Linked DNA regions of Mustela erminea: region 2 is linked to region 1. A link is a contact called in public Hi-C data. All regions are on one chromosome and are shown on one strand. The core of a region is the stretch at or near the end of the contact, and the rest is flanking DNA. Distances in the headings are between cores, read along the strand shown. Region 1 holds the start of RNASE4 (ribonuclease 4). Region 2 holds the start of PIP4P1 (type 1 phosphatidylinositol 4,5-bisphosphate 4-phosphatase).

Evidence for each region. A called contact is a pair of places that touch in the nucleus more often than the background predicts.
Region 2: a Hi-C map of spleen shows a contact between it and region 1, with 6 times the contacts expected there. The contact joins the promoter of PIP4P1 here to the promoter of RNASE4 in region 1. A contact is called at or near these places in 2 of 3 Hi-C or Micro-C datasets (skeletal muscle and spleen).

Annotation. Positions count from the first base shown.
Region 1 is chr5:51,646,912-51,654,457 of mMusErm1.Pri, forward strand. RNASE4 (ribonuclease 4) reads right to left here and starts at 4,807. Exons shown (of 2, transcript XM_032343137.1): 1 at 4,578-4,807. It overlaps LOC116590816 (ribonuclease K3-like), which reads right to left and starts at 4,577. Exons shown (of 3, transcript XM_032343134.1): 1 at 4,505-4,577. TRNAP-UGG (a tRNA gene) reads right to left here and starts at 5,159; the gene lies at 5,088-5,159. It overlaps TRNAY-GUA (a tRNA gene), which reads right to left and starts at 6,450; the gene lies at 6,360-6,450.
Region 2 is chr5:51,835,924-51,842,697 of mMusErm1.Pri, forward strand. PIP4P1 (type 1 phosphatidylinositol 4,5-bisphosphate 4-phosphatase) reads left to right here and starts at 3,768. Exons shown (of 7, transcript XM_032343146.1): 1 at 3,768-4,093; 2 at 4,407-4,597; 3 at 4,966-5,072; 4 at 5,516-5,621; 5 at 5,826-5,878; 6 at 5,978-6,068; 7 at 6,526-6,774. The coding sequence starts at 3,931. The coding sequence ends at 6,669.

The DNA of each region.
Region 1 (7,546 bases), core at 3,557-6,056:
GGGGCGGGAAGTAAAGCACCTTCCCCACGGTGAGGATCCCTTTGCAGATTGAGGCACGTCTGGACAAGAGCTAGAACAACAGGTCAGACCATTTGCTTAATCAAAAAGGAAGAGGACACTGAGTGTTGGCACCTTCAGACATTTTTAGCAGCACAGGCCAGGTGCAGAGACAGACCTCACCCAGGGAGGTAGAGCAAAAAGAAGTAAATGGCAGCCTCTCTGTTTGGGTTAAAGGGGCTAGTTTGCAAATATGTTTACACCCCCTGGGAACTTCAGGAATGCTCAGAGAAGAATGTGAGCTGATCTGGAGATTTTACAGCATGGGTGGGATGGATCTGGCTTTACTTTAGGTTGGCAAACGGGCCATTAGCCATCATCTTTTGATGATTAATTAATCTTCTTGAATCTCCACTAGATGGAACCCTTAGAGAGAAGAATAATTATGTCACTCATTTCTGCATTCTTAGTATCTCAAAGAGTGGCTCACTCCTAGGCCCCAAGTTCTTCTTGTTAGCCCTCAGTGCTTCTATAAATGTGCCATCTGGTCTCACTTTGGAGATCCCAACCATACAGATTCTCCTGGCTTCTGTTAAGACTTGCAGGCACAATTGGGTTTCGCAACAGTTAGCAAACAAGGTAGGCCTAATTCCCAGGTAGAACTGGAAGGCTTCCAAGGTTCCCAGGAAAACTCTGCTTCTGGCATTAGTGGTAAAACCTGACCTTCATTTCTTAGGTATTGGTCCCTATTCTAATGTAAAAATCTATAGGAGGATTAACTCCTTAAACAGGCTGTGATTCACACATGCTTGTGCATTAGCTGTAGAGGCTGTCCTAAGAATGGTTTTTGGAGGAGGTGCCTGGGAGCTCAGTTGGTTAAGGGTCTGCCTTGGCTCAAGTCACGATCCAGGGGTCCTGGGATCAACCCCCACATAAGGCTCCCTGCTTGGTGGGAAGTCCGCTTCTGCCACTCCCTACTGACATACTCTCACTCTCTCTCTCACATAATTAAAATCTTTAAAAATGAATAGATTTTGGTAGCTGAAGTGGCTTGAGGATTTGAGGAGGAGGAAAAGTAGACAGCATGGCAAACCTGGAAAAAACAAACTTCAGTGGCTTTTCAGCTGTGGTAAGGCACAGTTCTGCCTTGCTTCGCTTTTTTCCCCTGCCCTCTTCCCTTTTTCCTACATCTCCACCCAAATTCTGAGCTAAAAGGAAAAAAGTCTGAGGAAGTGAAAAAAGGACCAAGCACACAGCCACAAACTACCTCTCCCTCAGTACCTGGTGCCTCAGAGTTACTGAAGTCTCTGGAAAGGAAGGGACAGGTGTCTCTGCCCATACAATTGTTCTGCCAAACACCAAAGTTCAAAGTCCTTTAGGTACAGAGAGATTATTCAACAAGAAGACGTGGGGCTCGCTGAGTGGGGCCTCTACTGGTATCTAACAGAGCACCCGAATGCGGACTTTCCTTTTGTGGGCAAACCCTAACTATTTGAGTGGTACCTATTTTAAATTAATCATGTATCACTTTTTTAAAAGAGGCTGAAGAACTGAATTCTAAAGAGATACAAGCCTGTCGTTTGGTGGGGAAGACACTGCCAGGCCCATACAACATCCTTAAGACCTCAGCAATCCCAGACTACAGAAGAAGCTGCTCACTCCCAAAGTCTGTGGGGATCAAGATGACTTGAGCAACAGGCTTGAGTAAATCTCTGGTAAATCACCTGAAGGCAGAGATAAGGTACTCCATTCCAGCATCACACACCCATACACACACTCACACACACACACAGTCCCATGGCTTGAAACACCAATTCAAACACCAACTCACACAAACAGATCAGCTTCTGATGTTAGCTTTATTCTGTGGTGCTGGGGAGCAGCCTCTAGTGTCTGAACACAGCCAGGTCACTTTCTGGCCTCCGGGATTTCACTTGAAAACTTGGGGAGAATTCACAGCCTCCCCCACGCAAAAAAACAAAAAACCAGTTAGGTGAATGGTGAGTGGTTAATTGTTTTTCTTTCTTTTATTTTCTTTTTTTTTTTTTTTTTTTCCATCTTGGCACAATGAGGTTTTGATGAAACAGAAAATAAAGGTTTGGGGAAAAAAAGTTTGACTATTTCATTAAAATGCCTCTAAGTGCTTATTCATTTGTATTGCAAACTACCTAAAACAAGGAGTATATATATATATATATATACATATATATATATATATAAAATCTTCAGTAATTTTAATAGGTGTAAAGCAATTGTCAATTGAAAAAAGCCCAATCATATATTTTTTAAAAATGTTTTGACAGCTTCAACTTAAAAGTCATCATCCTTTTCCTGAAAATTTTCCTGTGTCTCTTCTTCACATCTTGCACATAGACACAGGCAGCCCAGGGTTCTTCTTCTAAGGACTCAAGTGCTGGTGTCCTTTACCCTTTATACAGAGTACATATGTTTAATTCTGTCCTTAAGACAAATTATAAAATTAGGTGATGGAGAGAAGTGACTAATCTTTTCATTTGTTTGAACTCTAACATTTTTTTTAGGTTTATAAGCATGAAATTAATTTACTAACAGAACTAATGGTTAAAAGAGGATGAAGATCCAATGAAAAGAAGGATAACATCTCCAGGAGTGGGAGACACTATGGCTATGGGAGAATGGGCCAAAGTCTTGTTGACATGCCTGTGTGTTTTCAAACAAAAACAGAAGTTACACATTCACTTTTCAACAAACTGAGCTTTGTGCCCATTCTCTTTCCCAGATTTCAAGGTGTTCTGCTGAGAATAACTGTTAACAGAGATTGCTCTTCACTTAAATTCAGATTAAATAAAAACTTTTTTTTAAAGATTTTTTTATTTATTTGACACACAGAGAGAGAGAGAGAGAGAGAGATCACAAGTAGGCAGAGAGGCAGGCAGAGAGAGCGGGGGAAGCAGACTCCCAGCTGAGCAGGGAGCCCTATGTGGGGCTCAATCCCAGGACCCAGAGATCATGACCTGAGCCAAAGGCAGAGGTTTAACCCACTGAGCCACCCAGGCACCCCTAAATGAAAACTTTTAATGAGGGGTTTCATTGGCCTGCTTCGGTCCACTTTCTTAGCCATCTACTTTAATTTCTGAATCACATGGGCAAATGCTTCCAACAATAACTTGACAAATCTCTTACCTTTGCCTGATTGTAACCTGACATCTGCTCTTGCACCAATAGCCAGAGCCATTCTTCTTTTCCTGGAATAGTTTCCCCATCTGTTCTGCCAAACTACATAGCTCTTGTCCACATTAATAGAGTACCTTCTTTTCTATAAGTACCATCTTACTACCACCCTGCCACCCCAAGAAGTCATAGAATAAGAAAGAGGGAGACCTGGAGGACTATCTCTCAAGGCCTCATAGAACAGATGAGGATACTGAGGTACAGAGAAAGAAAACATGTACTGCACCAGGAACATCTGGTGTTCCAGGGACTAGAAGCTTTCTAATGCACCACATAGGTTTCATAGTCCACACTAGCAATTTCTAGAAAAATAAAGCTAATTTTAAAGATGCCACCGAAAGCTGCTGTTTGAGGAAAACCTACTGAATATTCCATGAATTTCAATAATATTTTATCTGTAAAAAGAGTTGCTTATAATAAAGTGTGTGTAACAAAATTATCCTTCTGCACAGTTAGTAACTGTGTTGTTGGTAGTTCTTTGAATACCTAAGACTGCTTCTGGGAAGTTGGCCAGTGCTGTTCAGATAATAATACCACTTGAGTTTCTAGTGATTATATTTATGACTTGATTATAAGGTTAGGGACACAAAGGGAGGGTCTTGCCTCATTTGAGATTTCCCTAGTCCCCAGAATGATGCTGAAATTGTTTTTACTGTCCTTCTTGAATAAAGATGTTCTCTTTTGCCAATGTGTTACCATATGACACGCTGTCTCAGAGTAAAAAGACTGAGGATCCCAACACTTTAGTAAGAAAGCTTAAAGAAGAGCCTGTTGGCAGTGAATCCTGTAATTTTGCAACATTGGCTGCGGGTGGGGAGAGAGAAGTGAGTCACCAGAAAACAAAAACGCAAGCCCCACAAGGCAGTTATGCTGGCAAAAACTGGACAAGGCCTAAATCTGGCGATCCACCTGGGTACCAAGTAAAGAATCCTTGGGTTTGGGCAAGTGCAGGCCTTCCCGGGCCTCCACCCCGTTCGCCAGTTCCGCGCCCTCTTCTGACCCTACATTCTAGGCGCTAGACTTTCCCGAAGCCGTCTTTGCTTCGGGAAAGTCTAGCGCCTAGAATGTCTCTGCTCGGCTGCGGGAAGTAAATCTCAGGGTAGAAATGTAGAGTCGCTAACTCATAAAAGAACAAGACTTTGGACCTTCCTTCGTACTCCTGAGCGGCTCCAACGCGGTTCTGCAAACGCCTCCCCGAGGAGTCCCACACTGTCTCTGCTAAGAAGGGGCTCCTCGGGCCAAAACGCTCTTGGTAAAACTACTGAGGAGGAGGAAAGAGAGCAGGATGTGAACCCACCTCGGCCTGGAACGGGGCTGCAGAAACGCGCAGGACAGCGGAAAGAAGTTTTTCTCACGGCTTCTTCCCCTACCTGTAGGATGATAGGGAGCAGGTAGAAAACGCAAAGACTTCCTTTTAAATCTTGCTTTGGATCCTGGGTGGGGTCGGCATACGTGTGTGTACAGGAACGGACGGGGCACGCAGCAGGGAGAGGAAGGCGACGGGGGAGCCTCGGTGCAGTTGGGACCGCGCCCTGTTTCTCCCCGGACGCCCCTCCCGCCTAGACCCGCCTCTGCAGTGGGCGCGGCGGGCGGGCCCTGCCTGAGAAAGGAGAGGGCCTGCAGACCCGAGCCCCACGCACCTCCAGGGACAACGGGCCTGGGGACACCAACCCCTGCTCTTGGGAGCGAGGCGGTCCCTCCGAGGTGTCAGCTGGCGGTTAGTCCAGGAGACCAGGCGGTTTCTCCCTGCACAGCTCGTCAGCCCTCTGTGGCATTCGTTGGTTCAGCGCACCTCTTGTGCAGAACAGTCGGAAAGCGAGGACGTTTGTAGAGATCTGAACTTTTGCATAGTTTCGAGGGCAGGAGAAAAAAAAAAACAAGGGCTCGTCCGGGATTTGAACCCGGGACCTCTCGCACCCAAAGCGAGAATCATACCCCTAGACCAACGAGCCGATGCGACAAGAATGGCTTTATTTTCTCTGAACAGTACTTTCTAGTGTGCAGTTGGCCGCCAGGCTGTTTCCGAGCTTCGTCCTGCATTGTGACATTTACTTTTGGCCTTGCTTCGTTGTCTCTCATTTTCATGAAGTCTCACTCCTTTGAAGCCTGGCTCGGCCCTAGCCTCGCTTATTCTCCCCGATCCACATCCTGGACCCCTCCAGGGGCCGGATGGGGTGAGGAGGGTCAGTTTCCAGACCTCGCGCCGCGTGGGTGAGCTCCACCGAGCACTGCCGGACGGCTCTGGGCGCGAGCTCGAGCGCTACGGGAGCGCGGCGGGAGCGCGGCGGGAGCGCGGCGGGAGCGCGGCGGGAGCGCGGCGGGAGCGCGGCGGGAGCGCGGCGGGAGCGCGGCGGGAGCGCGGCGGGAGTCCGAGGACCCGAGCGGAGCTCGCTTGCGAGCCTGGAGGGTCCTGAGCCTCAGGCTGGACGCGCGGGAAGCGTGTCAGTCTGCTACCACGTCGAACGAGCCTAACATCCTAGGCGGGAAATGGTGGGCATCAAAATCCCAGGAGCCCGATTTGGTGGGAGGTGCGCCAGTCTGGCGTGTGTTCGGATGGTCCAGGCCCTGAAGGAGAATCAAGGGTTCCATCTCCCACCTTTGTTTCACTTGTTCCCTCGGTCTGGAATTCTTCGTCACAGCCAAATTCGCGTCAGATCCTGTTGGCCCTTCCTGTTCTGGCCCAAAATCTTTTTTGTAGAACTACAGATATGTATAAAAAGATAAACTAAAGCTGCCGTGTAAGGACCTCCCCCTGAATGGCTGTGTGTATGGAAGGGGGCGGACGCTCGGGTCGGGGGTCCCAGTCCAAGCGGTTTTTTCCTCAAGGTGGAGTCGCTCCGGGCGCACCACGCAGACAGCGCACACAGCGTTTATATATAATGTTCTGTATCAACGAGTGGATCAACTAGAAGCCAAAAGAATCATGTGAGGGGACGTTAACTCAAAATTCTCCCAGCTGGCTGACAGAGTTGGCTCACACTCGCCACCTCACTAAGAAACTGCCCAACGGGATCCATTTGTTCATATATGCTTGGAGAGCTCAAACTTTCTCTTGGGGACAGGAATAAGGTCTGGAGAAGTCGATTCCAGAAGACAAAATGCCCCACAGGAAACAAGTGGTAGTCGACTGCAAACCCCAAAACTGCAGCTCCTCCTTCGAGCCGGAATCGAACCAGCGACCTAAGGATGACCACACAGAAAGCGCGCTACAGTCCTCCGCTCTACCAGCTGAGCTATCGAAGGGGGTACGAGTTTTTCCTCTCTAGAGTCACCTATTCAGGACACCTACAAATAGGGGCGCGGGAGAAACAATCTACAGAGGCGTGGACATCGCAGGGTCACAAAGCCAGCCTCTGAGAAAGCCCCGCCCGCATTTCTGGGGACAACCCTTCTAGAGCCGGATTCCCCGACCGCACGGAGGGGCTTCCAAAGCAGGACAACCCGTGGGCTCCTCACAGGCACCCCCAGACCCGGTACATCACGAGGCCGCCCAGGTCTGGGGGCATCTGCTCGCCCGGGGGCGGTTGGCTGCCGTAAGCGCGCAGCCCGGGACCTCCCGCCGCGATGTGTGCGGCGTGGAAGCCGCCAACGGCCGGGAAGAACTAGGGAGTGCGGCGGTGGGACACGCAGCTCCGCCCGCGCAGCTCGGCGCCAGGCGGAGAGGGCGGGCCTCCCGGGTCTGGCTCGGGCCTCTTCGCTTTTCCTCACTTCCTGTGCTCGCCTCGGAATCCAACCGCTTCTCCACAGGCGAGGCGCAACTCTTCCGTGAATACGTCCACAGACTCGGGGAGAAAGAGGATGTGGAGCATAGCCCAGTGTTTCCGCGAGAAAGGACTTCTGGAGAAAATATCTTAAGGTGTTTCAAAGAGGAAGCCGCAATTCCTCTGAGCCGATAACAAACTTAGTGACCCAAGTCTCGGCCTTCGTTTTCCCGCTGGGGTAGTCAAGTGTTGGAAAACTCGCGGTCACAGGAAACCTTGCGGAACAGCATACTCCTCCCAAACGCCTCCTCCCTTTCGGAAGGGGAGCCTGTTCAGCAGGGTTCAAAGCCTGTGCTGAGCGGGGCACTGGGCCGGACTCCCATGGTCTACCCCCACCCCCGCGCCGCCGCCCCCACCGCCCCCACCGCCCTCAGCCCTTCTCCGGCTCCCGCCGTCCTCCGGAAGGGCTCTCGCGGCGGGTCAGCACAGCCCCGGCGCCCGCGGACGCAGGGAGCTCTTCCTGCAGCTTCTAATGGACTCCGCGGCATTCCAGGCAGCAGACCCGCACTTGCGCAGTAGCGCGTAAGAGGAAACGGATCTCTTCAGCTTGGTTTATTCAGGTAGTGGGACCGTGGCGA
Region 2 (6,774 bases), core at 2,518-5,017, 190 kb after region 1:
CACCATTTGCATTGACATGGATAGAACTGGAGGGGGATTATGCTAAGCAAAGTAAGTCAAACAAAGAAAGACAATTATCATATGGTTTCACTCATATGTGGAACATAAGGAATAGTATGGAAGACCACAAGGGAAGCTGGGGGGAATCTGAATGGGAAGAAATTAGAGAGGCAGACAAACCATGAGAGACTCTGGACTCCAGGAAACAAACTGAGGGTTACAGAAAGGAGGGGGGTGGGGGGATGGGGTAACGGGGTGATGGGTATTAAGGAGGGCATCACGTGTTGTGATGAGCAGTTGCTGTTATATGCAACTAATGTATCGCTGAACACTACATCAAAAACTAATATATGTTGGTTAACTGACTATAACAAAAAATAAACAGATATCAAATATGACTTTGGTGAAGGTTGAGAGAGTCATAAAAGGACAGGTTTTGGAATGTAAGTATAACTAACATACAAATAATGAACACTGTTACACTGTAGAGTGAACACTTGGGTTTGTGTGCCAGAAACACTATAAAGAGCAGCAGACTGGCCTGTCCCCCTGTAGAGCTCCAGTCCCTTCCCCATTTGAATCCAGATGTTCCTTAGTTCATTAGGTGTATGTGGGGCCTGGGTGGTGGGAGGATACCAGCATCTAAGTAGAACCTGCCCTGGGAAAGTTGTCTAATGATCAGAACCCAGGTGAAGTCTCCAGCTCCTGCAGCAGCCACAAGTGCTAGGACAGCAGCGATTCCTTTATCATCCCGTATTTGGGGTGGGTTGTACTTCCTTCAATGTTAGGCTCATTGGAGAGGCTTCTGGCTAACCTGGCCATGGTCCTTGGAGTTGTCTTTTCAATTCCCTGTCACCTCCCAGATGTAAGGCAATTACCATTTGAGCTATGACCTGGGGAAACTCAGTGTGGCTACGTTCCTTGTGTGATAGAGACACAGCCATTCCAGCATGGTTTTCAGTCAAGGATCCTCTACATTTAATAGATCTGAGCTAAAATTGCCCATCTGTCTCAATCAGATATTTACCACCACCATGAGCTGGTACTACCTTGTGTCTTTGTCTCCCAGTATTTCCTCATCCTATGACAACGGGGTCCTTCCCAACTGTACTTGCTTAATTAGAGGAAATTACTTTAGTAACACCTGAAACAAAGACTTTTATTCTATCATCCATCATTAATCCCAGAATAATAGTCAACTCATCCTACACTGACATAATTAAAGAAATCCTCCTAAACTATTCTTTACATAACAAGGGATCACTCACCTTGACTTCTGAACCTGCCCAACCTGAAACACCCAATCAAGTTGAAAGATGTGGGGGGATCCTGCTGTTTAGGTACCCATTTGGTAGAGCACTTTGGTAGGCTTGAAAATTGCAGGTGTCCCCTACTTTTTGCAAGTTCAAGTTATGCCACTTTGGTTTATGAAACACCTACATTAGTACAGGTATACCTCAGAAATATTGCAGGTTTAGTTCCAGACCATTGGAACAATGATAATACCACAATAGAGTGATTCAAGTGAGTTTTTTGGTTTCCCAATGTGTATAAAAGTTATGTTTACACAATATTATAGTCTATTAAGTGTGCAACAGTATATCTGAAAAAGTACTTACCTTGATTAAATACTGCTAAAAATGCTAACCATTAATAAAAAAAATTAAACCCAAAGATATATATACCTTGTCATCAAAATCTACAAAAGAAAATACAGATGGACATAAAAATTTAAATGTAATATATTTTTGGAACAACACGGCATAGTTGGAGATAGAAAGTTATAATTCAAAGGAGGTAAAGCCAGTGCAAACGTGCATTCAAGACAGAACATAAAGAAATGATTTAATGTTCCTAGGATCTGTTTCCACCTAACAAGTAACTGAGAAGGCAAAAGCTCTTGGTATACTGACGCAAGATATTTCAGTAATGAGGCTTAATCATTTGTTAATAAGTAGCTCATATGTTTGAAAATTTCATAATGTCATAATTTATTACTGTTGCTTTTGGAAGGATGGATTTCATGAGGCATCCAATTAAGAAATAAAATTTCCCACCTGGTAAGAAAAAGGCTAACTAATCATCTGAGCTTTCAGCAAGTTGTAATCACTAATTACAGATCACCACAACCAATATAATAATAATGGATAAATTTGCAATGTTGTATAATTACCAAAAGGTGACTCAGACACGAAGTGAAAAAATGCTGTGGGAAAAATGGCGCTGATAAATTTGCCTGACACCGGATTGCCACAATCTTCAGTTTGTAAAAAACCGCAATACCCGCGACGAGCATTAAAGCCAAGCACCCTAAAACTTGGTATGCCTGTAAATGTTTTCCCTAAGCGTAAGAAATCCGAAGAGCCTTTTAGCTTTAAAAAAAAAAAAAAAAAAAAAAAAAAAAGGAAAATAGCTTTCACTGTTCCGCCGCTGACTCCGGTGGAGGCAACACGTCTAGAAGGGAAAGTGGCACCACCCAGCTCCTTCCCTGGGAACTACACTCAGCATGAAGCCACCATAGATTTGAATTGTGTCTTTGAAGCTCTGTGCTTTTTTTCTCTATGTATTTTGTTCATATCTTAGCAAGATGTGTCCTACTGTATCAGAAAAGCCTAAGAGAGATTATTTTGGGCGTTTGGGACCACTCAAAAAATTTTCCATAATAATTAATGATAATTGTTTCTTCCCTTTATTTACTTCAGCTTAGGAAAGATTTCATAAGACTTCTTTCGGAAACAGGTGTTTAGGGGGAGGGGACCTGTAGTCTTAGCCATGCAAATTGAGTATGGAGGAATACGGATGAACCGGAGAGTGAGTAGGATTGGCTCTATGTTTAAACGCCCGAGCTGCTCAGGAGCTTTTCCAGTACTTGTCAGAATAACCTCCATTAGCAGTATCCTGGTTGGGGCAAAGTTGTGACTAGTCTAAAAACGGTCTCATCTTGTCAGACAAAGTAATTAAAATATCCCTATACTTAATCGGGTCAAGAAATGGAGTAAAACATGAGATATCTTTGTAGTGGTAGATCCAGACTCATTAAAGAGGTAAATTCATAACAGGGATGAGGCGTGGGAAGGTGGAGTTTGCAAGGCAGGTTCCTGGAGAAGCCAGGCTTGGGTTTGGTTCCAGAAGTGACTCCAGCGAGAAAGGCTGGGTAACCTTAACGTTTCAATCCATTTCGTACTGGTACATCTTTACTCCCAACTTTTTCCAGGTGTCTTTGCAGCCTGCCTAAGCACCACCGACCTCCCTCCTCTTGCAGCTCCGCCCCAGCTCTGTCACTTTCACTGCCCGCTCCTTCAACCACGCCCCCGGCTTCTGGACCAAAGTTCGGACCAATACAGTTGCACCCCACGGGTCACAGGACCAGAGAGGCCAGCCAATGGGAGACCAACTGTAACCGCAAAGAGGAGATGTCTTTTAGTGGCATCTTTGGGCCAATAAGGAGCAATGATTCCGCGCCCACTGTGGGCGCGTAACAGAGGACGCGCGGCTTCCTGAAACACGTGACCAGCCCGCTGAAGCCGCCTAGCCCCACCTCCTGGTCTGGAGGTAACGCGATGGCCACGCTTCCAATGGCTCGCAGAACCTCTCGTCACGTGCAGTTTTTGCAGGCCCAGCGGCCTCCGGGAGATCATGTGACAGTTGACGTTGCCGCGGCGCTCCCCAATGGGAAAAAAAGAGCTGCCTTGGCAGGACCAAGAATTGATTTGTGGCCACGAATAACAGCACGGCCGGGGCGGGGATAGCCTATCACGTGCTTGCGGGACGGAATCGGGCGGGGTGGGCCACTGGTTGCGGGGCGAGCTGGGCGCGAGGCGCGCAGGCGCCCTGGGGACCCGGTAGCGGCGGCGGCGGTGGCTGCGGAGACGGCAGCGGCGGAGAGAGCCGGATCCTTGGCCGAAGCAGGAGGCGGTGGCGGCGGCGGCCATGGCGGCAGACGGAGAGCGATCCCCGCTGCTCTCCGAGCCCATCGACGGTGGCGCCGGCGGCAACGGATTAGTGGGGCCGGGCGGGAGTGGGGCTGGGCCCGGGGGAGGCCTGACCCCTTCCGCACCACCTTACGGAGCCGGTAAACATGCCCCGCCCCAGGGTAAGCCGGGGCGGGTCCGAGGTGTTCCCGGGGGGTACTCTCTAGCAGAGGGAGGGGGCGGGGCCTGGGGCGGAGGCGGGGCCCCAGCGCCAGGTGCGGAGCAGCTGCACCTGTGACTGGGTGAAGCTGTCTTTTTCTTTCGCAATTGCTAAGGAGCTTGGGAAAGGAAGGGGCTTCTAGGGAAGCACGGATTATAAGAAGCCCGCCGAGCTAGGTCAGCAGGGTTGCGGACGAAAAAGAGTTCCTTGACCCTTTGGAGCATCAGTGAGGTGTCTTCAAGTGATGCCACCCTCCTTTTTACTTTCCTCTTCAGCATTTCCCCCGTTCCCTGAGGGACACCCCGCCGTGTTGCCTGGGGAGGACCCGCCCCCCTACTCCCCTCTGACCAGCCCGGACAGTGGGAGTGCCCCTATGATCACCTGCCGAGTCTGCCAGTCTCTCATCAACGTGGAAGGCAAGATGCATCAGCATGTAGTCAAATGCGGCGTCTGCAATGAAGCCACTGTGAGTTATACATATCTATGAAATGGGCCCTGTTTCCTAGATCCGCTTTCTGATCCCTCGATTCTAGACCCTGACCTTCAGGTGTTAGCCAAGTGCTAGTCATGAAACCCCGGTTTCAGTTCCAGAAGTCTCACACTGTCAATTCCCCAGAAGCCACTCAACTGAAGATAATGTTTACCATCCTGTACCTTCATACCTGTTCTGGATACTTAAGCCTAGTTTTTATTTGTGAATCTCGTGTTATAATTTCATCTGTTTGTCCTGGCTAAAATCTTATTTCTCTGATCTCTCCTCAGAAGGTGTTTTTGGAGGAAATGGAAGGGATTGGAATTAGAGGTTTGCTTACCGATATCCTCATTATTCTCTAGCCAATCAAGAATGCACCTCCAGGGAAAAAATATGTTCGTTGCCCCTGTAACTGTCTCCTTATCTGCAAAGTGACTTCCCAGCGGATTGCCTGCCCTCGGCCTTACTGGTAAGAGACATAAAGTGGAGAAGGGCATCAGTGGGAAAAATTGGAAAGACGTAAAAGGGATGAATGTTTGCAGAGAACCTTGAGTTGAAAGAGCCTCATGTTTATTTAGAAAGAGGAAAATACTGCGGACTGTTGTATCTTTTAGAATATTATAGACATCTTTCACATCTGACAATAAAAAGATCGGGGTGAAATGGTGTCTTATAGGAAATAGTCTAGTGAGCTGGGTGAATTATCATGAGATAAAAGAGAAATTAGAGATCTGAAGTTTAAATTGTGTTATTCCTCAAATCCCTGGGGATAGGGTTGGGGTGGTATGGGGTATAGTACACGTACAGAGAAGTAGAGGAACTTAGGCCGGGAGTGGAGGGTGTGGAGGAGGGATAGTGTGGGGACCTTTAGGATTAAAAGTTATTTAAACGTAGTCATTTTCTTCTTTACAGCAAAAGAATCATCAACCTGGGGCCTGTGCATCCAGGACCTCTGAGTCCGGAACCACAACCTATGGGTGTCAGGGTTATCTGTGGACATTGCAAGAATACTTTCCTGGTGAGGAGGAATATTGGGAAGTCTTGGGAAGGAGGGGTAGAAACAGAAGTAATCATGAATGTATTTCTGAGTTATGATAATGAATCCTAAAAAGGCTTGTTCTAATTTCCCTTCTGTTCATTTCCTACCCTCCCCTGCCCCAAGGCCTTCATCACACATGGCCCTGCTTCTATTAATTGGTTCTCCCCTTTTTGTTCTCCATAGTGGACAGAATTCACAGACCGAACCTTGGCCCGTTGCCCTCACTGCAGGAAAGTGTAAGTGATTGGAGTGGCATTGTTGAGTGAGTAATTGTTGACATATGTGGGAAAATCTGCAGGGCCTTTGCAAACATCCATTTGTTTGCCTCCCCACAGGTCATCTATTGGGCGCAGATATCCACGAAAGAGATGTATCTGCTGCTTCTTGCTTGGCTTACTCTTGGCCGTCACTGCCACTGGCCTTGCTGTGAGTAATCTTGATCCAGCCCCTCTCAGTCTTCAGCCTCATCTCCATAGCCTAAGATTTGGGAAATGGCTACCTTAAAAACAGTGAAAGATTAACTGAGGGGGTTTTGTTTTAATGTGTAGGTGAACTGAACTTGAAGGTAATTGATAATCTTCATTGTTACTGTAGGAGTAAAAATCAGCCATCTTCTTTATGCAGAAGATAGGGCAGTGGAGAATTGGGTTAAATTAGAGTTCTTGTAAGGAAACCTGGCTCACCTGTCAGAAAAACTGACAGATGTCTGGGATTGTATAACTTATGTACTTGCCTAGGGGAAGGGAGCGGAACAAGTCTAAGAAGGTCCCTGAAGATGGATACACATGGATAGGGAACCAGGGATTGAAACTCCCAGTCTGTTACTATGATTTCTAGAAAATGTTAAGAGATCAACAGTAACCCCATCTTCCTTCTTCATCAGTTTGGCACATGGAAGCATGCACGGAGATATGGAGGCATCTATGCAGCCTGGGCATTTGTCATCCTGTTGGCTGTGCTGTGTTTGGGCCGGGCCCTCTATTGGGCCTGTATGAAGGTCAGCCACCCTGTCCAGAACTTCTCCTGAGCTTCATGACAACCCACAGACTGTGCCTGGCCCCTCCCTGGTGGGGACAGTGACACTACAAAGGGAACCGTGGTAAAAGGCTCCCTCGGCTTCTGTAAAGGGAGC